Linked DNA regions of Mus musculus: region 2 is linked to region 1. The links are chromatin contacts, called in public HiChIP or PLAC-seq maps. All regions are on one chromosome and are shown on one strand. Each heading gives the region's core, a stretch centred on a gene start, on an enhancer-like site or on the middle of the called end of the contact. The rest is flanking DNA. Distances are from core to core; before and after follow the strand shown.

Evidence for each region. HiChIP or PLAC-seq counts read pairs in DNA pulled down with a chosen protein or histone mark.
Region 2: an H3K4me3 HiChIP or PLAC-seq map of bone marrow-derived macrophages shows a contact between it and region 1, with 3 times the contacts expected there. The contact joins two enhancer-like sites. A contact is called at or near these places in 1 of 115 datasets of contacts at active chromatin or transcription factors (bone marrow-derived macrophages) and 1 of 9 other capture datasets (liver).

Annotation. Positions count from the first base shown.
Region 1 is chr7:101,861,030-101,867,954 of GRCm38.p6, forward strand. It overlaps Folr1 (folate receptor 1 (adult)), which reads right to left. Exons shown (of 7, transcript NM_001252554.1): 4 at 2,896-3,065. The coding sequence starts at 3,057. Among named protein-coding and RNA genes, the nearest start is that of Gm35597, 6.2 kb to the right of the region's middle. Within about 2 kb of position 2,637, at least 3 of the 459 cell types and tissues checked have an H3K27ac peak or open chromatin away from gene starts, as enhancers often do. A contact at or near this core is called in bone marrow-derived macrophages, where this site is marked.
Region 2 is chr7:102,241,264-102,248,188 of GRCm38.p6, forward strand. All of the region lies in intron 1 of Rhog (ras homolog family member G), which reads right to left. Among named protein-coding and RNA genes, the nearest start is that of Rhog, 5.4 kb to the right of the region's middle. Within about 2 kb of position 2,793, at least 102 of the 459 cell types and tissues checked have an H3K27ac peak or open chromatin away from gene starts, as enhancers often do. A contact at or near this core is called in bone marrow-derived macrophages, where this site is marked.

The DNA of each region.
Region 1 (6,925 bases), core at 1,387-3,886:
TGTTTTTGAGACTGGGATAACCCTGAAATTTGCTATGTGGATCATACTGGCCTCTAACTCACAGAGATCTGTTTTCCTCTGCTTCTCAGAGTGCTAGGATAAAGGGCATGTGGCACCATGCCCAGTTTAAAAAACAAAAACAAAAACACCCTAAGAATCTAGAGAGATGACTCAGCATTTAATAGTCTACTGCCCAGCACCTATGTCCTGGCTCAAATATGGCTGCAGCTCCAGCTCCAAAGGATCTGATGCTTTCCTTTAGTTCCACCAGAACTCATACATACATGTGTGGTATTCATTCACACAGACACACACACCTACACTAAACAAAAGCATATATATAATTTTTCTTTCTTTCCTTTTTTTTTTTTTTTTTGTTTGGTTTGGTTTTTCGAGACAGGGTTTCTCTGTATAGTCCTGGCTGTCCTGGAACTCATTCTGTAGACTAGGCTGGTCTCGAACTCAGAAATTCGCCTGCCTCTGCCTCCCAAGTGCTTGGATTAAAGGCGTGCATCACCATTGCCCGGCTATTTATTTTTGATACAGGGTCTCACTATATAGCTCTGGCTTACTTGGAACTTGCTATGTAGACCAGGCTAGCTCTGTGGCTCAGTGGATTCTCCTGCCTCTGACTCCCAAGTGACAAAAATAAATTTTAAAAAAAGAGAGAAAAGAAGGAAGGAAGGAAGGAAGGAAGGAAGGAAGGAAGGAAGGAAGGAAGGAAGGTTTGAATAAGTTTGTAAATTAAGGATGCTCAAGGTAGCCACTGCTCAATCTAAAACTAGCAACCTTGTGCTCAGTGTTTCAAAACAGCAGCACAGGTATGGAGGCACACACCTTTAATCCTTTATCCCGGGAGGCCAGCCTGTTTGAGTTCCAGGCCAGACAGGCTACAAGAGAGACCCTGTCTCCCAGACACAAACAAACGAACAAATTAGCAGCAGCAGTGGGTTAGAGAAGGACACAGGAACCTCATCCCTAGCTGAGGATCTATTGATAGTTTGTGATTCCCAGGGAAGAGTCAAATGTGGTTCAAATAGGCTGACCATGCTCCTGTGGGAGGAAAAGACAAAGTAGAACCCAAAGGGTGGGTGTGCCTGAGCTACACATGATGGAAATACATTGTATGTACATATGGAATTCTCAAGGTACAAATCTTAAATATTTTTAAATTTTATTTAGGCTTATTTATTTATTTATTTATTTAGAACATGGTTTCTCTGTGTAGATCTGACTATCCTGGACCTCACTATGTAGACCAGGCTGATCTCAAACTCAGAAATCCGTCTGCCTCTGCCTCCAAGTGCTAGGATTAAACACATGCATCACCACTGCTTAGCTTAAGTATTACAAAAAGTAAATAGAGCCTGGAGTGATGGCTCAGGGGTTGAGAGCACTTGTCATTCTTACAGAGGACTTGGATTCAGCTCCCAGCATGCACGTGGAGGCTCACAACCACCTATAACTCTGGTCGTGGAGACTCCAACACCCTCTTCTGGCCTTTGCATGCACTGCACTTCTTTGATTGACAAATATGCATGCAAAATACCATAAAAATAAATACATAAAAACAAATAAACAAAAAACCAGCAGCAAATAGAACCTGACAGCTCTCAGCTAATAGAGTCAACATGCTCATTTATCCATTGATGCACATGATACAGATTGCTTTTCTTTTGCTTTTTTAAATTTTTTTGTGGTGTGGTATGTCCACCTTTAATCCTAGCACTCAGGAGATTGAGGCAGACAGATCTCTGTGAGAGTCAGGCTAGCCAGAATTACATAGTAGAACCCTGTCTCAAAAAATAAATAATAAAAATAGCCTCCTCCCTCTCTCCTCCCTCTCTCTATCCCTTTCTTGACAGGGTTTCATATATTCCAGACTGGCACTGAACTCACTATGTAGCTGAAGGTAACCTTGAACTTCTGACCCTGACTACCTCTACCTCCCCTGGGCTGAGGTTACATTTATGTGTCAACACATCCAGTTCCATATGGTGCTAGAGATTTGTGACTGCCATGCAGGTACTCTATCAGCTGAGCTACATCCCCAGGCCTATTTGCTTATTTACTTATTAGCTTTATTTATTTTATATGTATCACATGCACACCTGGTGCCTGCAGAGGTCAGAAGAGGGCATTGCATCCCCTGAAAGGGGATGGATCCACCACCTTGGATGTTGTGGATCAGACCTTGGTATTCTGCAAGCTCAACAAGTGCTTTTAACCACTGAGCCAACTCTCCAGCCCTCATCTTGGCTTTTTTTGAGACCCCCCTCCCACTTTGTTGTCTGCACTGATTGTACCTCCCCAATAGCAGACCTGCTGCTGGTTGACTTCATAGTTGTTGCATCACACTGATTTTATTAAATGTTTAGTGAGCTTTGGGATACTAAAAGCACTATGGCAAACAACTGTTATAACACAGAGCCCTCAAGCCCTCCAGCCCTCAAGCTGAGGACCACAGTCCAAGTGTTCGCTAGATGCCTGCCTCCAAAGGCTTCTCAGATATGAGAGTCTCCTTCTCAAGTCTTCAAAGGCTGGCAGAAAAGTGACTGGGCAGCATACAGTCCCTCCCCTGAGACTCCCAGAGGCGTCCTCCCCAATCAGTTTAAATCTAAAACCATCACAATGGTTTGCCTGTTCCATTCCCAAGTTCCTCCTTGAATCTACTTCCTTACTTATGCAACGTCAAAACTCAGCTACCAGGAAGATGAGCTGATAATATCACACTGGCAGTTGGCAGCCAATATGTACTGTCAAAGTCACCCACACTAGAGAGAACCGAAGGTCTCCTCAGGTAGGTCTGACCACCTCCACCATAAACTGGGACTAGATACTTCTTTCTCCTGACCCACGAGCCCTTAGTCAGCCACACATCACCCTTCGTCCTACCTGGTCGTGTAAATTGTCCTCAGGGCCCGGTTTTTCTTTGTGGTGTTTGGCATCCATGCAGACATTGAGAAGTTCAGTCCTGGCCCGAGTAGCTCTGGACTGAGCACATTCGGCCATCCACATCACCAGGAGCAACAACTGCACAGTCATCAGGTGAGCCATGTCAGACCCTGAAGGCAGAGCTAAGGTAAGTGGAACCTCCAAGTGTGTGCTCAGCTCCAGTGGGTGGAGCCTGCACTCACAGACCTTGGGTCACCTCCTCCTGTCAGTCTTCCCAGACTCTGTGAGGCTCAGATGCCCTAGAGACAATCACTGGTCACAGCCTGTTAGACTTAGTGGTCCTGAGACTCACACAGGGCAATTAAAAAATAAGAGATGGGCCATTTGAAAGAACAGAGTTTACCCACGTTCACATTCAAAACCTTTGGAGGCAGATGCTTCAGTGTGAAGTTTTGAAAAGATTTTTATAAAAGCTGATACAGGTTTAGGTGAGGGTTAAAAGTCTAAAAATTTAGAGAGGAAACCAAGACTGTAATATTAGGAGATGAGAAAGGAGGCAGGCAAAAGGACAGAAGTCATGAAGAAGGGTATAAAGTTCATTTTCCCCCATGTTTCAACTTCATGACCATCAGTGCAATAGGATCTAGACACAACTAGTCACTAAAACCATTCGTCCGTCACACTGATCCACTCTGCATGTATTCTATACACCACATGCATGCAGTGTACCCAGAGACCAGAAGAGGGTGTCAGGGCCCTTAGGACTAGGGTTAGAGATGGCTGTGAGCAACCATGTGGGTGCTGGGAAACGAATGTGGGGCCTCTAAAAATAGCCAGTGCTCTTCACCCATGAACTGTCTCTCCAGTCCTCAATTTGTGATGTTTTAAATTGAAATTACTATGCTAAAAAGATCTATAAAACAAAAAATGCTTCTAATTTGTAAGCCCAACTTGAGTAAGGTCACATAACTTCTTGGAATGCTGAGGACTATTGTTCATAACAAGTCACAAGTTTTCAACTTCTGTAAAAAGAGCTTGGCTGCCAGGCAGTGGTGGCTCACGCCTTTAATCCCAGCACTTGGGAGGCAGAGGCAGGCCTGAGTTCAAGGCCAGCCTGGTCTACAGAATGAGTTCCAGGACAGCCAGGGCTACACAGAGAAACCCTGTCTCGAAAAAAACAAAACCAACCAAACAACAACAACAACAAAAACCTTTGCCTAGTATCTACTATGTATTTAATTCATTTGGGTATACACGTGTGCATGCCTGAACCTGTATGTAGAGGTGGAAGGACAACTTGCAGGAGTTGGTTCTCTCCTTCTAGCGTAAGGGACCCAGGGATTGTTCTCAGGTTGTCAGCAAGTGCCTTTACCGCCTGAACCATCTCTCTAGCGCCTGTATAGTAATTAACTCAGGAATTCTGTTTTATTTGGTTTGGATCTTTAGGTAAGGTCTCACTATGTAGCCCTGGCTACTCTGAAACTTGCTATAGACCAGGTTGGTCTTATAGATCAAGCTGGTCTTGCAGATCAGGCTGGCCTTGAACTCAAAAGAGATCTGCCTTGTACCACCACGATTGACAAATCAGATTTTGATACCAATTGACTTTGTATAAAAAAATTTAAAGATGAGCCGGGCGTGTTGGCACACACCTTTAATCCCAGCACTCGGGAGGCAGAGGCAGACAAATTTCTGAGTTCGAGGCCAGTCTGGTCTACAAAGTGAGTTCCAGGACAGCCAGGGCTATACAGAGGAACCCTGTCTCGAAAAAAAAAAAAAAAAAAAAAAGAATTTAAAGATTAAGTATTAGTTTGGAGATACAGGCCTTTGATCCCGGCACTAGGGGAGCAGAGAGAGGCAGATCTCTAAGTTCAAAGACAGCCAGGGCAACCACAGCAAACACAGTGGGACCCTGTTTCAGAATAAAACAAAACAAACAACAAAAACCTTAAGAAGCGACGGATAAATTGAAGATTTGTAGAATTTGTTTGTTTGTTTGTTTGTAGGCCCAGGCTATCCTTGAAATCCTGTGCTAAGGCCAGATAATGGTACAACCCTTTGAGCCAGCACTGGGCAGGCAGATCTTTAACTTGAGACCAACCTGGTATAGAGAGAGTGACAGGAAAGCCCGGGCTACACAGAAAAACCCTGCCTTGAAAAAAACTTAAAAAAAAAAAAAAATCTGAGCAGAAGAAATTCCCCTGACATCCTACAGAGCTGAAACTATAAATACATTCAGCCACACCCAGGCCTTTTCTTTTTGTGTGCTCGTTTCTTTCTGTATTTTTCTTCCTTCCTTCCTTCCTTCCTTCCTTCCTTCCTTCCTTCCTTCCTTTCTTCCTTCCTTCCTGCCTGCCTGCCTGCCTTTTGTTCTTTCTTTCTTTCTTTCTTTCTTTCTTTCTTTCTTTCTTTCTTTCTTCCTTTCTTTCTTTCTTCCTTCCTTTCTGTGTCTTTCTTTCTTTCTCTCTCCATCTCTCTTTCTTCTACTTTTTTTAAAGACTGTCCTCGTTATTTTTTTTTGTCTTAGATATTTTCCTCATTTACATTTCAAATATTATCCCAAAAGTCCCCATTATCCACCCCCCTGGTTTTGTTTTTCAAAACACAGTTTCTCTGTGTATCCCTGGGTGTCAAGTGTATCCCTGGCGGTCCTGGATCTCACCTTGTCGACCAGCTGGCCTCAGACTCAGAGAGATCCACTTGCCTCTGCCCCCTGAGTGCTGGAATTCAAGTTGTTTTCCGCCACGCCTTTCTGCCTTTTTTAGGTCAACAGTTCAACAGGCCCTTCCCAGAGATTCTTAGGAGACTTCGGAGCCTGTTCCCTTGACGGTCAAGCTTATAGCTGATTTAAGACACTGATTTTGGAAAGTGACCGGCTATACCTGTTCCCCGCCCCCTCCTCAAAATGGCTGAAATGTTTCAAATCCTTTCCACCTCCCTGTAAGTCCATGTTCTATTCAGGAGTTGATAAAGCTGTCTCAAATGTACTTCCTGTCAGGGCCAAAAGAAACTCAGGGCACAGGACTATCTGTGGTGCCTAATAGCATAGCAGGGTGCCTGCTGGCCTCCAGGTTCCCTCAGTATCATTACCTATGTCTTCTCTCAGCCCTGAGTACCCTGCCCCCTCTCCTAAACTTCTCTGACTCCTAAACTTTCCCCTCCCCGATCATTCCCTTACAACTCTGGTATTTCAGCTATGTTCTCTTTTGTCTTCCTCTCTTGCCCCTGTTCACCACCTCCCCCTTTCTTCTCTCATGGCCCAGCTCAGTCCGCTACCCATTTTTAATCTACTACTTTCTCTCTGGCTGTGCTTTCCCTTATACCTACAATAAAAACCGTCCCCTTGACCGTACCTTGAAGTGGTCATGTATTCAGTTTGGAGTTCCCAGCTCACAGGCCTATCTAATCTCCATATTAGCATATTTCCCTTAAAATTAATGTCCAGCTGGTACGGCAGAGCACGCCATTAGTCCCAGCAAAGGCAGAGAGATCTGATTGGCTTACAGAGCTAGTACCCGGACAGCCAAGGTTACAGAGATAATCTGACTATTTTAGAATAAAATAAAGGAAAGAAACAAACCCAAAAGACCTTGGTATCTGGGACTGGAGATATACCTCAGTTGGTAGTGAATTCTCAGAATTTAGGGACAGGAGGATTAGAAATGCAAGGTCACTTTTAATTTCATACCAAATGTGTAACCAGCCTGGGATGGTGAAATCCCAACATAAAAACAAGTTGGGCAGGGGTGGCACATGGCTTTGATCCCAGAAGGCAGCTGGATCTTTGTGGTTCAAGGCCAGCCTGGTCTATGGAACAAGTTCTAGGGCAGCACAGAGAAACTCTTGTCTTTAAAAGCAAACCAGAAAAACAATAACAAAAACTTTGGTGGTGCCGAACACCTTTAATCCCAGCACTCGGGAGGCAGAGGCAGGCGGATTTCTGAGTTCGAGGCCAGCCTGGTCTACAAAGTGAGTTCCAGGACAGCCAGGGCTATACAGAGAAACCCTGTTTCGAAAAACCAAACCAAAA
Region 2 (6,925 bases), core at 1,543-4,042, 380 kb after region 1:
ACAGACCTAATTCTACTGCAGCTCTCGGACTCACTGCGGCCAAGCACTGGGCACTTATCTGTCTGGGCCTCAGTTTCTCTTTTCAGGTAATGAAGTAGAAAGTCTATGACAGGGTTGGAGAGATGGCTCAGCAATTAAGAGCAGGTACTGCCTTGCAGAACACCTGAGTTCAATTCCCAGCCCCGACCCTCTCTGAGCAGCTCCATAACTGCCTGTCACTCCAGCTCCAGGGAAGCCTATTGACACTTGTATGAAAAAACATATAGACAGACAGACAGACACAAATACACATAATTAAAAAATAAATCTTAAGAAATCTACAACAAGGGCACTAGGTGAATGAAGTAAAACAAGCTAGACGGGGTAAGTTTACCAGTAATCCCAGCATTCAGGCAGCAGAGGCAGGATTATGCAAGCTTTGGACCAACCTGGTCTACCTAGTGAGTTCTAGGCCTATCAGAGATACATAATAAAAACCTGCCTCGAAACAAAAAAGACTTAGGCCTACAGAGGAAAAGATTCATAGTTCATATGTGAAATCTAAATTTAAATATATTTTAAATATGTGTGTGTATGTGTGTGTGAGAGAGAGAGAGAAGCAGAAGGGGAACTACTTGGGAAGAGGAAGGGCAATGTGTAGACAGAAGGGGTGAGGAGAGGGAATGGGGGTGACTGTGTGTATAAAATATGCACACATAGGAAAACTTCAGAATGAAATCTATTTTCTGGTATCCTAACATGGATCATTAGTTGTGTCCATTGTATTATTTGGGTCCTGGCATTTCACAGCAGAATTCCTGGGCCTGAAATCTTCAGGTCCGTTCAGAAGCGGATGAAGTGGCAGTAAGACTATGGCCCCCTCAAATCCAGCAATGGGCTGCACAGACAGGAAGGCAAGGAGGGAATGTTAGCCAGCAGTCACAGGCCCAAGAGACCAAAAGTGCAACAGGCTCTCTAGGGAGGTGGTTATCAACCAGCGATCAGTAAGTCAGCCCTCACAGGAGTGGGGAGGGAGAGTAGCTTCCAGGCTGGCACCGGAAAAGGATTATGAATGACTTAGTGTGGCATATGATCAAGAGCACCAGATACCTGAATCTGACCCACTGAGCTCACCCTGCTGACCTAGATCCTCAATAAAACACCCTAACCCTAACTGTTAAAAGTAATCTAACCTCACACAGCTACTTAGAGTATGGGAGCCAGGACACAAACTTAGCTCTGTGATCCAAAGCCCCAAGTTTTTTTCACTGTATCTGATGGCTCCCAGATAACTGTGGAGCCTTGAACAAATTAGTCATTTCCTTTACGTCAGCCTCAGTTTCTTCATCTACAGCAACAGCCATAACACTCGCCTTCCTGGCCTCATGAGGGTACAGAATGAGGGTGCATTCTACTTTGTAAATTATCTCGTGCCATGTACATTGGCAGCGACAAGAGCAAAGCCTTCCATCCCTACAGGCAATAAGCATGACATATGCGCATGTGTGAGTAGGATCTAGTTGCTCCCTACTTACTCCCAGTTCAAACTTTCCCCCTTTCCCAATACAACTATTCTCTTTTCACCTTTATTTTATTATCTTGTTGTTGTTGTTAGCATTAGTGAGGATTGAACCTAGAGCTTCACACATGCTGGGCAAGTACTTTGTCTTTGGCATGCTATCTCCAGCTGTATGGCAAGTCTTTTCCCTCAAATTCTCTGGCTGAAGTGGGTCAGATAAGCTTCCTTTAACTACTTAAACTCATGCCTGGATTCTCACTTTGTCATTCAATTGTGAGGGGTTTTAGAATCATACAGACCTGGATTTAAACTCTTTTTCCCACCACTTATCAGTTGTGTGACCCTGGACTTAGAATGAATTGCCTCGTTAATCTTCATTTTCCTTATCTCTCAATTGTGGCTACAGCAGTACTCTCTCACGGGGTTACTATAAAGCTTAAGTGCATTAATATACAGTATTGCATGATATAGGTACTTATGAGTTCCTAGCTCCCTTGCTCCAAAAGGGTCTACAAGGTGTTTGTAAAGCAAGTCTCCGTCATTCTCCTCTTCTTATCCCTTCTCCTCCTCCTTTTTCAAGACAGCTTCATTGTGTAGCCCTAGCTAGCCTGGAGTTTGTAGACCAGGCTGGCCTTGAACTCTGAGATCCACTTGCCTCTGTCTCCCAAATGCTGGGATTGAAGGTGGGCACCACACCTATCAAGTCCTACTCATTCTTGTCTCTCAGAGTTTATGCTTGTTTTCCTTTCTGTTGCTATTCCCTTTCCCCTTTCAAATCTTCCCCATTCTTCTGGGCCTAGGCTAAGTCTCACCACTCCATAAGGCTCCATAGCATCGTTACCTCTTTTAACTCTGCTTTGGCTGTGGATCTCCTTCTCTGTACATAAGTGGTAGATGCCCCCTTAAATAGCAGGCTGGGTTTCTGTCTCCTCAACCACAGAAAAGCTGTGAGTGTAGGGCTAGACACACAGGAGTGCACAGCCACTGCCTTCTGATCTGTTGGGAAAGCACTTATGAGGAGTAGGACGGACCCCTCTCAAGCCTGCCCCAACCAACAATATTACAATGCTGAGTCTTAGTGGAGAATAATGATAACCAAAAAAATCTTGTGAATTAGTTTGAAATGGCTCTAGAAGAGTTAGTGTGGGAAGATAGCTCATGGGGCAGGAGGGTGGAACCTGTCAGGGTGAGAGTCTGGTCCCTGAAGTTCAGCTTGCATCCAGTGGGCCCTGGCGTTGGGGTGTGTCCTAGGCAGGTCCAGAAGAGGGAGGAAAAGGAAGTACTGATGTTTGCCTGATTGCCTGATTTCTGTGGCAGTTAGAGCAGGGGAAGTGTCCCAACTGAGAGCGGGGGAGGGGAGGCATGGGCTCTAAAAGATGGGTAAGTGTACTCCTGTAGCCTGCACAAGGAAGGCTCTTAGTATTTTGCAACCCTCCCTACTGAGAATGCACATCCCAGCCCTTACCTCTGCAAAGTGACCTGCATAAGTCTCTACCCCAACACACAAGCAATACCAAACAGGGCCAAGCCCTGCTGCAGCTCCTCCAAGAAGGTTTCTGTACCAGCTGGGTGGTGGTGGCACATGCCTTTAAACCAAGCACTTTGGAAGTGGAGGCAGGCAGAACTCTTGAGTTTAAAGCCAGCCCGGTCTACAGAATGAGTTCCAGGACAGCCAGGGCTACACCGAAAAACTCTGCCTTGGAAAACCCAAGGTGTGTGTATGTCCCAATCCAAGTCACAAGTGACTTCACTGATCCAAAGTCTAGTCCCTGTTTATTTCATGTGGAAGCTGGTCAGAATCTTATCTCTTGTTCTTAGACTGGGAAAAGTCCTGCCTGGTTTCTGACTCCCTAGCTGACTGAGTCCAGCACATGTGGCTGTCAGTAAAAAACAAAACAAAACAACTATGAGCTTAATCTGCTCCTCTGTACACACAAGAGCTCACCCCCATGAATGCTGTGCGCCCTTCAGGTTCTTCCCTGGGCTCAGTTCTGTCCCCACCTTCTCCAGCCTATCACACACAGCTCCCCGCTTCCACCTTTCCCAGTAGTGACTATTCTGTTCCTTGTGCTGGACTCCTACTGGATGATCTATGGGGAGGCAAGCCTGTTTATGTGTAGAAGCCCAGCACAGGGCTGAGCAAAAGTTGCAGAGTGACACACACCCGCTCCACTCCTCACCCCCAATCAATCCTGACATTGAGACTGGGAACAAGGAAAGCCTCTATGCCCAAGAGACACTGGAGAGAGGTAGCCAACTTCTTCCTCACTCAGAGAAACAGAAAGTTAGGGTAATGCACACACAAACTAGATTGCTCTGTCCTCCACTAAAAGAGTGAGAAGTCAAGCAGTGGTAACTCAGAGGGGCTGGAGAAAGTGGGAAGAAAAAGTAGAAGATAAGCCAAGGTATGGACTAGAATCGCTGAAGACCTTTGACCAAAGACAGGCCAGGAAAAGGGCACTGCAAGTTTGTTTGTTTGTTTGTTTGTAGGTAAAACAAGGAGGCTCACACTGGGGTTGCAGCTGGCTGCAGCTGGGCTGGGAGGAGGAAGCTGGGGGAGACATGAGGTCAGTGTGGGACTGGGACCAGGCCAAGGGCTGAGGCTCTTTCTACCCCTTCTCAGCAGCAGCAGGGAAGAGCCCAAGAGAGCCTAGTTCTCAGCCTTAAAAAAAAAAAAAGGCTTGAACTATGTGTAGTGGCACATGCCTTTAATGCCAGCACTCAGGAGACAGAGGCACTACACTCAAAAGTTTGAGGCCAGCCTGGTCTACAGAGTGAGTTCCAGGACAGCCAGAGTTACACAGAGAAACACTGTCTGAAAAAGGAAAAGAAAGAGAGAGAGAGGGGGGGGAGGGAGAGGGAGAGTGAGAGAGAGAGAGAGAGAGAGAGAGAGAGCGTGAGCAAGCCCACACTGAAGGACTCTTCCCTTTTTTGTCCTTTCCACCTCTGGGTTCCAGCACAGAGGATTTTAGACTATAGTAGGTAGGGTAAGAGGAGAGACCTGATGCTACTTTCTAGGGATTGACTGAAAAGAAGGAAGAAACAGGGCAATTGGAGCTGAGGACACAGAGGGTTGAGACAGCTTCACTATGTGTGTCTCATGCTCATCTCAACACCCAGGGTGTTCCACAAAGGGTGAGCCCCAGAGACAGGACAGCTCCAGCTTGGGGAGCCAAGCCACCCCTCCCCCACCCAGCCACACAGAGGAAGGCTCACACACTGGCTTATTTCTCCCTGCCTAGCAGCAGCTCAGCAATCTCTGGGCCCCGTGAAGTGGCACTTCCCTTGCTTTTGCTCACTTCACAGGAGGCTGGGAGTGCCAACCTTGCAATCCTGTCCTCCAACTTAAAAACAGAGAAACCCAGGGCTTCCCAGTCCTCTAAGTGTGCCACCCAAGGTCTGAGGGGGTTTCCACAAGGGAAAAAAACATCAGGGAGGAAACACTACATCTATTTTCCACTGTCAGTGGGCACAGAGCTGGGACAGAGGGCAAAGTATACAGCTCATCCTGGAGTCCCGAGACAAGATCCCAGCATTCCTGCCCTTTTATCTGTGCACCTACAGCAGTCTTTGTACTTTGTGTAAAGAGCGACAGTTCCAACCTGGACAGATCAGGCTGGGGAGACAGGAACGCTGGGTCTGAGGCACTGAAAATATAAGCCATATTTTTTCGAGACTATGTCACCCTGGCTGGCCTGAAACTTATATGTAGACCAGGTGGCTTCTGCCTCCCAGGCACTGGGATTAAAGGTGTGCACCGGCAGGCCTGGCTTGCAACTTAATGTTGAAATAGAGTCAAGAGATAACTAAGTTGACCAGAGTGATACAAAGAAAGACTTAGTTGCAAATTTAGCTTAAGGATCGGATCTCCTAACCTCTGGCCTGGTGTTTGTCTCACAAAGCAGACAAGGTGAAGACCTTTATTCTGACCTTTGACTTCAAGATGGCCCTAGCATGGTTGTTTCTTTTAAGTAATGGGCCAGAGGGCTAGAGAGGTGGTTCAGTAGGATTAGGAACACTTGTTCTTGCAGAGGACCTGGATTCCGTTCCCAGCACTGACAGGGTGGCTCACAGGTCCATAGAGTTGAAAGAGAGGGAGAGGGAGAAATCTAAAGAAAGAAATGGGCCAAAGGAGGCCCAAATCTGTCTGCATCCTTTTGCTTTTACAGTCTCCAGCCTCCCAGCCCTAGCCCTGCCCGGGGCATCTTGTACTACTCAGGGTTTAGCGTTAACAGTGTGCTGCTGGACAGCCAGCTACCCTGGGCTCTTGGGTTTAGTGTTAACAGCGTGCTGCTGGACAGCCGGCTACCCTGGGCTCGTCTGTCCGAGCCAAGGAGCTCCTCCTCTGGTCTTTAGCTCCTAGGGACATGCCCTCCCCCCATGTGAGATGAGGACAAAAGAGGAAGCTGGACCCTGGACAGGAAAACCAGTCTGATCTGGGGAGGTGGCCCAGGCTTTGTCTTTGGTTTCCCTTCGAAGGTCCTCTCACAGACCCCTAAAAACCTCACCTCTAATGGACTAACCCTGTACGAGAAGGGAAGAGGTTTTTCAGACTGTGCCCAGATACCCTTCTTTACTCCCTGTTTACTCCCTGTTCTCCAGCTACTATCACCCAGTATCTTCACCAGTACTATCACCAGTATCTTCACAGCTGCCCATATAACCACATATATAACCATATAACCACAGCCTCTCCTATCTTCCTGCTCATAACCCCTCATGAGCTACCATCATCTGCCTTAGCATCTCCCCTGAAGCGGTGACACTCCATAGCCCAGATTGCTAAGCAGGATGTGTAGCACCGTCACCCTGCCATTTCTTCTCATATTACCTTAACCATCCACAGCAGCTTCCTAGGCACCCCCACCCACCCACGGCATTTTCCCATTTAGATCCCTCCCACCCTGGTCACACTCTTCTTGCCATTAGCTCAAATTTCCAATGGGGCCAGACCTTGCCTAAGAGAAAACCCCTGTTCCTGCCACCATTATCTCTGCTCTCAGAGCCCTGTGGGTTGCTTAGTTAGACCGAATACTAAATTAAGTACTGGTTTGTCGAGTGAGGAGTCAGGGCTCCTGAGGATTTTTATTGGGCTGTGATGCCGAGAAAATGCGCTGTGTGCACATCCTTTCCCGAGTGGGGATTTGATACGGATCCCTTGGATTTCCTCCGTGAGGCCAAACCTCTGCACCTCCCAGAAACGAGAGTAGGAAAGACAGGTGGAGAAGGGCAGGCCCAGAGGAAGGAACAATTGATGGGAGAGGGACAACTGTGAGGTGGTAAGAGGATAGGAAAGGGAAGGAGCCTAGCTCTTAAATTTAGCTGTGCTCAACGATTCCCCAAATGTGACATTTGCTCTCCTTCACTTCTTTTTATTCTCGTGGAATGAAGTTAATACAGAGAGCAGAGAAGGCAGACACAAACAGA